2 separate regions of the Mus musculus genome follow, and region 2 is linked to region 1. The links are chromatin contacts, called in public Hi-C maps. All regions are on one chromosome and are shown on one strand. Each heading gives the region's core, a stretch centred on a gene start, on an enhancer-like site or on the middle of the called end of the contact. The rest is flanking DNA. Distances are from core to core; before and after follow the strand shown.

Region 1 (2,700 bases), core at 196-2,695:
CAGAGCAGGTCACCTCGACAGGATCGTGTTGGATGGAAACTCTGGGAACAGGGACTAGGATCTGGTGGTTGGGGTGGGTGCTGTGACCCAGTGTGAGGATTCTTCCTCTTAGGTGATCCGGGGGAGGGAGGCATGTCTGTTTTAGTGATTTGGTTTTGATCTGCCCATGTGTCCACATGTTCCTAATTTGGTTTGACGAGTGTGTGCAAGTGAGTTTTCCGTCTGTGCCATGGTCTGCGCTGGGCAGGTGGTGATTGTTCACTTGTGTAAATGAGATGTTGAATCCTTCTGTCTCAGCACTCGCATGTGGAATGTAGCACACTGGAATCACTCGGGCAAGGAGCTACAGTTTTATGCGATATGGAGTACGTTAGATCAGAGAAGGACTAATCTCTGCAGTCTCTTTGGATAGGTGTCCCCAACAAGTTCAACTCTGAAATGGGAGTTTAATAAACAACAACAACAACAACAACAACAACAACAAGATCCATTACTGTTACATACCATTTTAATTACTGTAATAAAATACCAGAGGCAGGCTACTTTATAATGAAAAGAGGTTAAATTTGATTTGTGAGTCGGAGAGGGCAAGGCCAAAGTGTTATATCTGGTAATTATATATTTCTTTTCTTTTCTTTTTTTTTTAGAAACAGGTTCTTAAGTAGCCTAGGCTAGCCTTGAAATTGCTTTGAATCCCTGACCCTCCTGCTTCTACCCTCAGGTGGAGAGATGTCTGAAATTACAGGCATTCGTCACTATATCTGGCCATGGTGATGACCTTGCTGACAGTTGTGAGGCGTCACATAACATTGCATGGGAAGAGACAGAAAGTGCACGTGTGTGTGTGTGTGTGTGTGTGTGTGTAGCTGAGGCTGGCCTGGAACTCCTTGTGCAGACCAGGCAAAAGCCTTCAGCAACGTTCCTGCCTCTGCTGGGCTTACAGGCATGTGCCACCACACCTTGCTTCTCCTCCTTTTATTCTTATTTTTAATTAAAAATTTTTTTATTTGATTTATTTCTGTGTGGGCATGCATATGCTGAGGTGTTTGTATGGCGGCCAGAAGACAATTTGCTGGAGTTGTTTTTCTGCTTCTACCATATTGGTCCCTGGATGAAACTCAAGTTGTCAGGCTTGGCCGCAAGCCTTTACCTGCTGAACCATCTCACGGGCCCATCTTCTATCTACAAAGCCGCCAGGATTCACTTATTCACCCTTCCAAAGCCCTTCCTGTAAATTCCACAGTTGGATTAAATGTCTACCCTCCTAATATGTCACAGTGCTTCACTTCAGGATGAGTTCAGGGATAAACCATAGTGAAATCCCAGCACTCCTTAGGCGCATCAACCTCGCATATGTGAGGTGGGGGTGGTTACCAAGCAGCAGCCCTTGCCCTGCAACCAGCATGCTCCCCAGCGGGACAAAGCAGCGCAGCTTCATGGCTGTGGCGCCCCTAGAGCTAGGAAGAGGAAGTGCATCCAGCGTGGGGGTAGAGCGGGCCTATTAGCCTTCCTACTGCAGTGCATTGTGGGTCTTCTTTGAGAGGATTCTTTCCAACCTTCACCCTGAAAAGAAGGAGGTGAAGGCTACCAAACATTCCAGCTGGGTTTGGCCAGCTGCTGTTATGATATGAAAGAATCTACGTCAATGAATCGAGGGAATAAAGTAGCAGAGGGCAGGGCTGCTTGCCAGACTGCCGAATGGGTTTTCACGAAGGGATCTGCACCGCGGTTTCTGTTTGCACTGCTGCTCTCTTGGCATCCTGTGCAGCTTGGCGTCAGCAGGAGGAGTTCTCAAAGGTTTGGCCTGCAAGTGCACCTCTTCTGCGCTGCTGGCTTGGGTGGCGCCTGGAGGAAGTTTGCCTGGGCCCCGATACTCTCCTGGCTCTTCCTTGCAGAGAGAGATATTTCAAGGCCTGTGTAGCTTTTTCTTCCTTCACCTCCACACACTGCTCAGGCAAGAAGCTGGGTGGGAGAAACTGAGACAGAGAAAGAAAGTGTGAAGCGTTGGGCCACTCATGTGGAACCAGGAAGGTGACTGACTCACTAGAGGATGTGGGGTGGCAGTGTGTGCACTGCCTGTGAACTCCCAGCGCCAGCTGGGCCTCACCCCAGTTTGGAGACTGGTTCCAATTTCACTCATTTTCACTTAATTTTAGTGCCGTCTTCTCTGGTGGTTAAACCCATTGCCCAGAGAATGGTTGGTTCAGACTTCTTTTGACTGGAGGATGAAGACGATGGATCTAGGGGTGTGGCTCATTGACACAGTATTGGCCTAGCCTGTGGGAGATCCAGGGTTTGCATCCCAGAACCACACAACACAACGCATCACGCCTGCCCACTCTAAAGGCTGAACTATTGTGCTCTTCCCTTCTAAACGAAAAGAAGAGTGAATTTAGTAGTCAGAATGCCTGCTTTAGAACATTGTGACCTGGGGGACATGACACTGGACATGGAGGCTGGTGCCCTGTGTCCCATATTGTTATTGACATTTATAACCTTAATTCTCATACTCTAAAATGCACCATTAATTCAATGAAACATGGCCACAGCATGTCTTCACTGACACACCCATGTGGGATCATTAAACTGAACACCTACAGTGTATCTTAAACCCCAAATTATAGTTCTTTTAAAAAGAGAACAGAATTGGACCGGAGAAATGGCTCAGTGCTTAGAACTTGCTGCTCTTCTAGAGGTCCT
Region 2 (2,700 bases), core at 86-2,585, 490 kb after region 1:
GAATGTATGGGAGAAGCGCCATCACCTTGGGGCAGAAAGACAGTAACAGAATTACATTCTGGCAGAGATGCTTCCTGGTGGTTCTGACAGCTTGCGTACTGCACAGTTTAAGGTAGTCTACAAAAACAAACTCATCACTCACCCACCAAATTGTATTTGTTAAGAATGCCTGTACTTAACGTGGCTGAGGAGATGATGGATATACAGTCAGAGAATGTAAAACAGGCATCCAGAGGGGGGAAGAGCATGCGTTTTGCCATAGGACTTGAGAACCTTGGAGAAACTGCCTGGTGGAGTTGGTATTTGATATGGGCGTTGAAGGAGAGAATTTAGTTGGCAGAAATTAGGGCAGTAGGCAGAGAGAACATTGTATATCAAGGTAGGGGTGTGTGGCAAAATGGAGGGTCTGGTGCTGCATTTGGCTCTCTGGGACATAGCCAAGCTTCAGCTACTAAAAGGGGGCTTTCCACTTTGGGGGTTTTGGTGTTGACTCTGAGCGTCTTTAGAAGGGAAGTTGGCTCAGACCTGGGTGTCCACTTTAACAAATGCCCTGCCTGGGTAAGCGTGATCCTTGGACAGGTGTTTCAGAAGCAGGATGATGAGGCTGTGTAGGACAGCACAGCCAAGCAGTGGGCACATTGGGCATAACTTTGGACCTGCAGCCAAGTGGTTTGGTTTTTAAAGTGGGAGATGGCTGAAAAGTGATATAATCCTGAGCCAGGCCATGCAGGATCAGGCTGGCCCCCAGGGATAAGCTTTGTGGCTAACAAGCTGAAGGCACGGAGACTAATTACTAGTTAATTGTCACACAAGGGTACAGTGCTAGTGGGTGAGCCTGAGTATGTCACCAGGGCAAAGTTAGCAGGACCTGGTCCGTCAGTGAGCAGGGAGGAGAGCTTGGCAGGTGAACACCCAGGCAGTGCCCTCTCAGGAGCCTACCTAAAGCTGGGCCAGCCAGGCACAGGGCTCTCAAAGGTTAAGTTTCTTCTTCACAGGGGGAAGGTGAGAGAAATGTGGTTGCCTGAAGCCTGACTTCTTAGGGTACCATGCCTTCCATGAATCTTTTCTCCATGGAAGTCATTTTCTAAGTGTCTTGGAAACGCAAAACAGCGTTCCACACATCTGGAGGGCTGTTTAGTTGACAGAGTAAGCAAGGAAGTTGGATGGAGAAATACTGACATCAGGACCAAGACAAAAGACAGACCTGCTCAGGAAGTGCCTTGTTTTGGCTCAGAAACGGAAATTTCAGCCAAACCACAAGGTCAACAATGCCAACTGTAACAGCTCCAGGGTACTGGGCTCCCTTTCTGCAGTGAGCCCACATGTCACAGCTTCACCCACATCCATGATGGTTCATGCCTGGATGCCTTCAGAGTACCACTTAACAGATGCAGACATGGAAACATAGATGTAGTCATTGGCTCATTCTCACCTTTCCTGGATGGCAGGGCTGACCTTCTGTTTAAAGATAATGGGTGACTTGGTCTGCAGTGGGGCAGAATTTGAGAAGGATATGAGTACCAGGTAGCGAGAAGAGGGTCTACTCTGTCACCTCCAGTCATTCAAAACTAGGTATATAAAGTCTACAGTCTCTCTTGGCCTTCCTGTCTAAGAAGGTGGTTTGGGAGGTCAAATAGGGTGCAGAGACAGTGTTGGCAATACAAAGTGTCTGTCTTAGGGTTTCCATTGCTGTGAAGAGGCACCATGACCAAGGCGACTTGTATAAAGGACAACATTTAATTGGGGCTGGCTTACTGTTCAGAGGTTTAGTCCACTATAGTCATGGTGGGAAGCCTGGCAGCATGCAGACAGACTTGGTGCTGGAGAAGGAGCTGAGAGTTCTACATCTTGATCTTCAGGCAGCAGAAGGAGATTAAGCTCCACACTGGGCATAGCTTAAGCATATCAGACCTCAAAGCCTGCCCCCCACAGTGACACATTTCTTCTAACAAGGCCACACCTCCTAATAGTGCCTTTCCCTAAGGGCCAAGCATTCAAACATGTGAGTCTATGGTGCCAACCACAGTGTCCCAAACCACCACAGTGTCCTTCCACAGAGAGCACCCATAATGCTGTCATTTGTTCATTTAAAAAAGCAGTCTCAACAGAAAGGACTTTGCCTGCCTGTCATGTTTGGCACACATAAGGTTGCATGTTTGTTTGTACATGTGACGCTGACACCAGTGCTTGTAGTGTGAGTGTTATTGTCACTTACCCAGCATCTAGTGGGCTCATTGCATGAGCCAGGCACTATTCTAGAAGCTACTTTCGTGAGAATAATTAAAAGGCAGAGGGAGGATGATCACACAAATTCTGAGAGCCAGCTTCCTGCCTGGGGGCATCACAAAGTTGTTGGTGATAGGTCCTCGTCTGGAGAGGAAGCAGATGTGTTTAACACATGACTGTCAGTGCTTGCTTCTACCTGCAGTGAAATAACAGCAGTGACCAACAATACAAGATCCTCTCCCACAAACTCAAGACCCAGACATGGCTGGGTCAATAGACTGTCAGTTTGAAAACAAGGAAAGGACAGGAATGTCATGACACTCAGCAGGGTGTATGGATTTACTAAAGACAAACCATACAAGATGGAAACAAAGGTGCTGGCTTTGACCGGGGGCCACAAACGTATACTTGGAAGGATACTGTGGGTCAATGGGAAGTGAGTCTTACTTTAGCTTCTTTCCCCTGAATTCTAAC

What was found. Hi-C and Micro-C count contacts between places; a contact is called where the count stands out from the background.
Region 2: a Hi-C map of B cells shows a contact between it and region 1, with 2.0 times the contacts expected there. The contact joins two enhancer-like sites. A contact is called at or near these places in 1 of 39 promoter capture datasets (liver), 1 of 15 datasets of contacts at CTCF or cohesin (large pre-B cells), 3 of 484 Hi-C or Micro-C datasets (B cells, bone marrow-derived macrophages and germinal center B cells) and 2 of 115 datasets of contacts at active chromatin or transcription factors (both in embryonic stem cells).

What each region holds. Positions count from the first base shown.
Region 1 is chr12:77,038,051-77,040,750 of GRCm38.p6, forward strand. Gm35189 (a long non-coding RNA gene) reads right to left here. Exons shown (of 5, transcript XR_872836.1): 5 at 544-1,976. Among named protein-coding and RNA genes, the nearest start is that of Gm35189, 16 kb to the right of the region's middle. Within about 2 kb of position 1,446, at least 124 of the 459 cell types and tissues checked have an H3K27ac peak or open chromatin away from gene starts, as enhancers often do. A contact at or near this core is called in B cells, where this site is marked.
Region 2 is chr12:77,533,011-77,535,710 of GRCm38.p6, forward strand. No RefSeq gene overlaps it. Among named protein-coding and RNA genes, the nearest start is that of Gm35240, 19 kb to the right of the region's middle. Within about 2 kb of position 1,336, at least 43 of the 459 cell types and tissues checked have an H3K27ac peak or open chromatin away from gene starts, as enhancers often do. A contact at or near this core is called in B cells, where this site is marked.